Linked DNA regions of Mus musculus: all the other regions are linked to region 3. A link is a contact called in public Hi-C and HiChIP or PLAC-seq data. All regions are on one chromosome and are shown on one strand. The core of a region is the stretch at or near the end of the contact, and the rest is flanking DNA. Distances in the headings are between cores, read along the strand shown.

Region 1 (2,700 bases), core at 114-2,613, 440 kb before region 3:
TATAAACAGCTGATAGTCATCTGGGAGGCTTGAGTGCTCTTCGTTCCTTCAGTCAACATCTACTGAGCAACAACTCTCTGCCTGCCAGGCTTCTCAAACTGAGCCCAGAGTATTTAGAGGTGGACAGACCAGCCAGGACCCTGACCCTCAAGAAGCTTAGGTCTGGTGGAAGGGCAGGCATGAAGCAAAACCAGCCCCCATGTCAGTGTGCAGTTAGACATTCCGACAAACACACCAGAGGAAAGGGAGACGTTATGAGAGGTCACAGTCCACAGTGCTTAAAACTGTGTGACCTTGGAAAGGGTTCTTAACTTCTCTGTGCCTTGGTTGCCAATGCCGGGAAAAAAAAAAAAAAAAAGACCCCATAACAGGAGTTAGCTGGGAGGGAGGGCTGAGCTGGGCACACTGTCTCCACCCCTGTTGGTCCCCATCTGCTCCTTCGGCGGAGCAAAATACATCACTTCACTCTTACCTCACAGATTTCTTCCCCATCTGGGTTTCAGTTCAAGTGTCCTTACCTCAGAAGGGTCTTCCAGCTCTACCCTGTTCCATCTTCTCACTCTGAGGCAAGAGCTGCCTGGTGGTAACAAGGAAGATGAGGGGAGGGCCTGGAGCGTCTCCCTGTCTAATAAGGAGTCACAATTTTGTTCTATGTGTCACAAGGAGTAATCGAAGGTATGTAATCAGAAGCACCCAATATATGTGCTAAAAGGTCATTGGTGAACTTAAAAATGATCAGATTTTATGATTATAAAATATAAATCTGCTCACTTGGAAAATGCAGAAAAGCACCATGTAGAATTTATTATTTTTTAAAATCTCAAGTTGGGGTGCTCAAAAGCATCACTAATAATCTGGAATATGGCCTCCCACTCATTGACCAATATTCGTATTTAATAGCATACTTGGAATGACTATACTGCACACACTGTCCAATACACCAGCACTTAAGGAAACATTGTGTTGTATGACGGTTTTATTCCAAGGTTTTGCAGGAAGAGGCAGGCACTGGTGGGAAGGAGGGTGGAAAGTGGCTGGCTGCCCCAGCCAATCAGCTCAACAGGAAGTTGGGTCCTGTCCAGGGCACATTTGGAGTCTGCTTCTGAGTCCCAAGTGGCCTCCCTAGAGCTTCCAGTTTCTCTGAGTTCTCCAGGAGTAGGCCTATGCTAGAACCTCTTCTTCCCCTGTACACCTGACCACCTAAAGGTGGCTGTCCCGTGTGGCCCACAGCTGGGGATTGGTCCTTTGGTGCTGTTCTGGGTGCCTCTTGAATCTTCATCCTTTTTCCTTCACAAGTCAAGTCAGGATGGAGACGAGGCCTGGCGCCCCCTGGTGTTCATAATTATGATAAACAGCTTTGTGTCCACCTTCCTCATACAGACGAATCCTACCCACCATCCTCTGGGGCAAGTAGAATAGCTTGCTGAGGCTCAGAAACTAGTAGGTGTTAGCGCCACCTATTGCAAGAATGTCAGAGCCAAATTCCAGAGGTTAGCTGGGTCTTCATACAGCCGAGGCCACCTCTATGATATCTTAACACCCTGTTCTGTTTGGGGCAGAAGTGTACTTTCTTGAGATAGCTCCCTTACCTGACTGGACCCACCCTCAAAGAACAACCATAGGCTAGAGAAGAGGCTGGTGGGGCCCAGTGCCCAGTGTGCTTATGATCTGCAAATGATGGGCAGGTAAAGATCTACCATTGCAGGTTCCTCCAGGAGAGGAAGTGGAGTTTGGGAGTAGGACCCTCAGGAGATCAAGGTTGCCTGTACTCACACACCTATCAGGAACCCTGGGCACAGCTCGGTCTGGTTTCAGGAACTTCCCCAGATCTGGCTGGAAAAACCTTCAGAATGCCAGGCCACCAGGCAGCCTTCTTGGGAAAGCCAATCTCATGATGACCCCTCCCTCCTATTCACGGAAAAGTACAGGCAGATCGGGGGCCCTCCAAGCCTGCAGGCAGATGCCTGGCTGCCCTCTGGACTCTCCAACTGTGGAGGCTGACTAGCTTGTCCTTGGGCCAGGCCTAGAGTTAAATAGTTTCCCCAAATAAGCAGTTTAAAAAAAATCTGGAAAATGTCCACAATCTAAGTGGGGTGGGATGTCTTCTCGACTGGCTTGCATTGCAGCTGAGGACTCTGTGGTCCTCCAGCAAAGAGGCAGGGAAGGAATGTGAAACCCTACCCCCCAAAGAGAGAAGGGTTGTTCCCCCCCACCCCCCCCCAGTTTTTGATAGGGTTGTGAATGTAGAGCCTGCTGGGAACTGGGTCTCCTGGAGGCTGCTTCTCAAGCCTGTGGGACATCAGTGGGCAAGTCAGGGCACCTGGCTGAGTGTGCCAGGGGCTCAGCTAGGTCTCCCGGTTCTCCCTCCTCTCCAGCCCTCCCTCCCTCTCCCTTCCCCTGGGTAGTGCGATTCAGTTTTATTGCAAACCCCACTAGATCCCCTAGAACCTAGCCTTGGCAGAGCAGTGCTTGGTTGGTACCACAGAGAGAACGAGTGACCCACGAGAGTCCCTTCAAGCAGCAGTGTATGAGCCCTGACATCTCGGTGCCCTCGGCTTTGAATGCTTTGGAGGGCTCTGCGTGTCCACCAAGTCCTAATTTTCTAGCCTGTGCTGGTAAAACCGCTCCCTTCCACACAGTCCATCCACCTCACTTTCCAGCGCAAGGTCTGCCAAGACCTTTCCAAACAGTCAAGGCCAA
Region 2 (2,700 bases), core at 48-2,547, 410 kb before region 3:
CCACAGCCCTAAAGTCGTCCTTTTAACTGTCTTTATAGGGCTCCTTCCAGGCACCAAGTGAGCCCTGTAAAGGCTTTGCCCTGTGCCTCCAGCCCAGTGTTTCCAACCTGAGAGACCTGAGGAGCATTGATGGGAAGAATTCTGCGCAGGCCCCTGGGGTTTCTGCCAGAGCTGTGTTGTTATTCTTTGTAGTGAGCTGACATCTTCAAAGATCAAAGAGCAGAGGCTTAGCTCTGTCCCTCCTGCTCCCATCTTTTCTTTTGTTTTTGGAGAGAATGAAGCAGGGATCTTTGAACACCATTTTTATTTATTGTATTTATTGGGGAGTGGAGGGTACTTCTTTCACTGGGATTGAAGTTTCCAGCCCATGTTGAAAATGGCGGAAGTTGCATGTGGGCTTACCTGTCCCTGTGGAGGATTGGGCAGCAACACCATCAGACATGGAACTTCAGGAACAGATTCCAGTCGGCCTGGACTTCAGGACCCTGGCCACAGAGTCTCTGTGTTCCTACCCCACCATTGCCTTTCTCAAACTGCTCACTGTCCTTAGTTAACAAAAAGCTCAAAGACATTCTGAGCTGTCCTTTAGATAAACTTTAATTTTCTCCTTTGCCAGAAACCAAATACTTCAGGTATACTTCAGAAAATATCTGTTGAATGTGCCTTTTGTTTCTAAGAGATTTACACTGCTACCACCCTACCTATAGTTTGTTTACTCATTCTTCGAAATGGCACTCACTCTGTGCTCACACCACCTCAGGCATTCTGGGCGGGGCTGGGGCATGAAGGAGCATAAGACATGGCACTGCCCACAAAGGACTTCTCTGCACCAGGTTTGGGAAGGAGATGCAAACAGAACAAAGATCTAGAGTGAAATGTCTGGCTATTGACCTCCAGCAGTCTGCCATTTCCTCCTGATCCATTCTCTTCAGGGATAATAAAAGCACTTTTCTAAACTGCAGAATCAGTCATGATCATTGTCTCCCTGCTCCCTAAAGAATGGGCCGAGTTTCCAGGGTGCCATTTAAAACCTTCACAGGTTGGTCCCCATCTGCCCTTCCCCCTCCCAGACCCCTGGTGTCTACCTTTGAACTCCAGCTTTAGTGGATTAGATTAGAAGATGTTTCGACCCTCCTCCTGTAGATCCATTCTTCCATGCCCCTCCTGGTTCATCTTGCTTTGACTGTCCACTGGACTTCACTCATCATCTGGCTTATCTTTCCACTGTTACTCATCACCCAAGACTCACCAGCCTTAACTCTCCCACCCCGGGGCAGAATGAACTGCATTCCTTTCAACATAGTACTATTAAGAAGTTGACTTCAGTGCCATAGCTAATTCATAGCTTAGATGCCATGAAAGGGAATGCAGCATCCAGAATACCACAATAACGTCCTTGTCGAATGACTAAAAAATAAAGTGTAAAATCTTTGAACTATGCTGTGCGCTATTGTAAAGTGTGTTGTTGTACTTTTTACTGGTAACAGTGCTATGAAAAAGAAAAACTTTGCAGAGTCCCCAAGTGCCTGGCCAGGATAATCAAAATTCCAGCATTTGGAATCAAAGGCCGCTTCCTTGTCTGTTTTTCATCTTCTTTCTTTCATGTAAAGTTTGTGGGTCTGGGTTGAGACACTGTTGTAGGTTATCTGGAGTTGTTGACATCGTATAAGATAGGACTAAATGGCCTGGGGTTCATGCGGGAAGTTGGAATACTGGGGAGAGATGGAGGAGGAGGAGAGAGGAAATGAGCCTCTGGGAATGCTGGAGGCCAGGAGAAAGCCCCTCTTTCACCTCGTGGCTATCGCTGAAGTTCTTTGCTGTCTCATGGTGAAGTTGCATGGATGTGTGTGGAGTAATACTTGTAGATAATTTGGAACTTAGACATGAGATGGCTTAGACGTGATTCACCAGCGGCTGTCAGTCTATCTTCCCCAACAGCTTTCTGAGTAAGTGACAAGCTCTCCGGCTTCAACTCCTTACTCCTGCTAAACCTAGTGTTAAGAATACAAACAAGATACTTCAGAAAAGAATCTGCCTCACGTCCAGTTGGATAAAGATTTCTCATACGTTTGGGAAAAAAAAAATCACTAAAAACTTTTAGCCTTGCTTGCAGATAAATCTCCAGCATTTCATTTCACAGTAATGACCACTATTTCAAAACACTTCCCACAGGGAATCCTATCAATGGATAGGAAGTCTCCAGAAGGTTACAGATAAGGACTGGAATGTTTCCTTTATTTGAAGAGTGAAATAACTGAAAACTAACCCGCTTGGTCTTCAGAGCTGGCTTCGTGTTCTCTGTTTGCAGGAACTTGCAATGTTGGTGCTGCAGGGACATGAGGGAATCTGGTTTAGCCCCTTGCTTGGCATATGGAGTGAGGGAAGTTAGTTTAAGGTCACATAGCTTGTCAGGATGGAGCTGGAAGCAAGACCCAGCTCCCTGAAGATTGGTCCAAGTTTCTTCCCTCTATGCTAATTAGCCATGTGGTAAAGTGCTTGATGGAAAAATTTTAAAGAATAAATGTAGAAGTGTATTTACTTTTTTACATCTGCTTGCCTGCCTGTCTGCCTGCATGTCTGTCTGTCTGTCTATGTACATACGTGTGTATGTATGTATGTATGCATTATCTATCTATCTATCTATCTATCTATCTATCTATCTATCTGTGATTGTTTGTGGGGTCATTTGGTTCTCTCCTT
Region 3 (2,700 bases), core at 5-2,504:
GACACTGGCGTCAGGTCAAATGCTTCCCAGCTCTCCCCCTTGGGTTAATGCTAACTTATCCCCCAAGGGTTTCTGGGAGGTCTCCTTCCCCTTGTACATCTCCTTCCTGTTTCAGTTTTCCACGCCCAAGCCTTGCCTTTACCTCCTGCTGCTTTCTTGAAGTCTGCTGCCAAGTTCCCGGCCTCCCTCAGAGGTGTGCTGTCCACAATGAGCAGTTTCTGCAAGTCAGCTAAGTCCTCTAGTCTCTTCTGCTGAACGGTCATCTCGACCTACGGTTATCCATCATTACCCTGAGACACCTGGACTATAAAGAGAGTAAAGGAAGGAAGGAAGTGTGTGTCTGTCTGTGTCTCTATATGTCTCTCTGTGTGTGTATGTGCATGTCTGTCTGTCTGACTGACTGTCTGTCTGTCTTGGGGTGAATTTGATCATGAAGGGCTTCAGAGCCAGGGAAGGATCTGATACATGCTCTTCACTGTGGTGGCGGGGGGGGGGGGGGGGGCGGCAGGGAGAACCAGCCATGTTCACAACCTTCTGGGATTACAGGTGCGCACATCACCTCTTAAGGTTTCCAACACCTCAGAATTACCACACAGGGTCCAAGTCTGCAGAGCATGCCCCTGGACAATAACCCTCAGGCACCCAGACAGGAAACCTGACTGCAGGATTCTGAAAGCCGCCTTCACTGAGAGCTCATGTCAACAGCTGGTCAAACAGCATCACCGGCTTAGCTGACAACGTACTAAGGAGCCCACATTCTTCCCCTCACACCCCCTTACCTGTGAGCACTTCCACTTGGAAGCAGTCCAGCTGTTGCTGCGGCCAGATGGCTCTGAGATGCGTGCTGAGGCACATCTGAGAGGCAACATCTGGAGAGCTTGGGATCTCATCTTTTTTGCTAAAAATGTGCCCGAGGGAGGGGAAGCTTCAGGAAGAAAAATGCAACGCTTTGGTGACTGACTGTTGTGAGGAGAATGAGGCGTCAGAGTTTTTCTGCCTTGATTAAAACTTCTGCGGAACAAAGAAAAAAATCCACCTAAAATCCTAATTGAAACCTGCTTAATACCACAGATAATGGCAAAGGCTCTTGAGTCCTGTTAGGGAGATGCCATTCCTTGTCCTGACACGGGTGATCACAAGCTTCAGTGTCTTTAGTGCAGGCTTATGAAGAGGCTGGACCACTTGTAATGTCTGTGTTGAAATCATCTGTCCAGCAGTGATGACAGGTGACAGCAGCCCTCCGTGAGTATATCTGACCAGTAAATTTGGGACAAATAACCGTTCTACCTTGTGACAAGCCTGGATGAGATAATGCACAAGAGAGATTTGCAAAACAAAGAGCGCTTTGTAGGCTGGAAAGCGATACATGAATACATCATCTGATAAATACAGACCATTTGGGCAGAAGCCACTGTACAGAAAACTGACTTCACTGGACAGAAAGTTGCCGTGAAGTCCAGCAAAGGGGAGATGATTCTCTCTGGAACCCCAACACGCACAGGGTTATTCTTTTCCGAGGTAAAGGGTCGACTTGCATTACAGACCTTGACTGAGAAGTGAAGGCAGCTCTAGTTTTTCCTAACTTTGAAATCATTCTTTGTAGACCATTGTCCTAATTGGAGACTTCCTTCCTCATTACAGGCTCTAGACTCTCTGGAAGCCACAAAGGGTCAATGCATTCTTCTGCAGAGGCATCTCTGAGAGTAGACTAGATAATATGCATTTACCAGTCCTTGAAAATTTGTTTATTAATGAACAAATAGATGTGCTTCACTTTTTTATACATCTCTATATTTCCATTTGTGCAATACAATTTATTATCTTTGCTATGCAACAATCTGCTCCAAAGCTTAATCACCCAACATAATGATTCATTACTTTCCTGTGTCTGTGGCCTGACTGGGCAGCTCTGCTGTCCTGGCACTGGACCACTGACATGGCTGCAGCCCGCTGAGGCTGCACCAATAGCTCAGCCTGCAGCTGAACCTTTAACCACACAGCCTTCGTTTATAAGAAAGAGGACTATCTTCCTTCTGTGACCACAGATGATCTAAGGCAAACCTCCATAGCCCAGTCTTACCGAGCTGATGCCTGCCTGTGTGGAATTTACTGATATTCCTGCAGCCACCACAGGTTACAAGCTGGAGCCCAAAGCTAATGACAAGAAACTAACCAGGAAATGTGAGTGTTGGCAGCCCTGGTGTGATCATCTGCAGCACTGTGCTTCATTTACTGTAAACACATCCAACAGGATCATAAGGCCAATGAGATAGGATGGCACAGTGGGTAGAGGCACTCAGACCTAGTGACCTGAGCTGTATCCCAGGATTCCACCAGGTAGCAGAAGAGAACTGAGTCCTGAGAATTGTCCTCTGACTTCAAATGTGCACCTGCATTCAACACACAAACACACACCAAAGCATCTACACACACGACGTACATACATACACACTCATACAGAGCACCTGCACACACATGCTATACACACACACACAAACACACACGAGCACCTGTACACACATGGTCTATACACATGATGTACACATACACAAATAAATAAAATTGAAAAGGATTACAGAATCAATTCTACGGTCCTAATATTTTCTGTTATTTCTGTTGTACATTAAAGCCTCAGTTTATGGGGGGTTGGAGAGGTGGCTAAGCAGTTAAGACTATTTCCTGTTCTTCCAAAAGACCTGA

Evidence for each region. A called contact is a pair of places that touch in the nucleus more often than the background predicts. HiChIP or PLAC-seq counts read pairs in DNA pulled down with a chosen protein or histone mark.
Region 1: a contact with region 3 is called in a Hi-C map of cortical glia, with 2.7 times the contacts expected there. The contact joins the enhancer-like site here to the promoter of A230001M10Rik in region 3. A contact is called at or near these places in 2 of 39 promoter capture datasets (the 3T3-L1 cell line and embryonic stem cells), 2 of 15 datasets of contacts at CTCF or cohesin (the NIH/3T3 cell line and stem cell-derived epiblast-like cells), 131 of 484 Hi-C or Micro-C datasets (the 3T3-L1 cell line, 3T3-L1-derived adipocytes, the AML12 cell line and 64 more), 16 of 115 datasets of contacts at active chromatin or transcription factors (the NIH/3T3 cell line, VIP interneurons, astrocytes and 9 more) and 1 of 9 other capture datasets (embryonic stem cells).
Region 2: a contact with region 3 is called in an H3K27ac HiChIP or PLAC-seq map of the NIH/3T3 cell line, with 10 times the contacts expected there. The contact joins the enhancer-like site here to the promoter of A230001M10Rik in region 3. A contact is called at or near these places in 1 of 39 promoter capture datasets (the 3T3-L1 cell line), 1 of 15 datasets of contacts at CTCF or cohesin (the NIH/3T3 cell line), 19 of 484 Hi-C or Micro-C datasets (the HPC-7 cell line, LSK cells, Th1 cells and 10 more), 7 of 115 datasets of contacts at active chromatin or transcription factors (the NIH/3T3 cell line, differentiating embryonic stem cells, embryonic stem cells and 4 more) and 1 of 9 other capture datasets (embryonic stem cells).

The regions. Positions count from the first base shown.
Region 1 is chr3:102,700,769-102,703,468 of GRCm38.p6, reverse strand. No RefSeq gene overlaps it. Among named protein-coding and RNA genes, the nearest start is that of Gm40112, 7.8 kb to the right of the region's middle. Within about 2 kb of position 1,363, at least 21 of the 459 cell types and tissues checked have an H3K27ac peak or open chromatin away from gene starts, as enhancers often do. A contact at or near this core is called in the C3H10T1/2 cell line, VIP interneurons and cortical glia, where this site is marked.
Region 2 is chr3:102,669,733-102,672,432 of GRCm38.p6, reverse strand. No RefSeq gene overlaps it. Among named protein-coding and RNA genes, the nearest start is that of Gm40112, 23 kb to the left of the region's middle. Within about 2 kb of position 1,297, at least 27 of the 459 cell types and tissues checked have an H3K27ac peak or open chromatin away from gene starts, as enhancers often do. A contact at or near this core is called in the NIH/3T3 cell line, heart atrium and trophoblast stem cells, where this site is marked.
Region 3 is chr3:102,260,959-102,263,658 of GRCm38.p6, reverse strand. It overlaps A230001M10Rik (RIKEN cDNA A230001M10 gene), which reads right to left and starts at 1,254. Exons shown (of 4, transcript NR_040391.1): 1 at 780-1,254.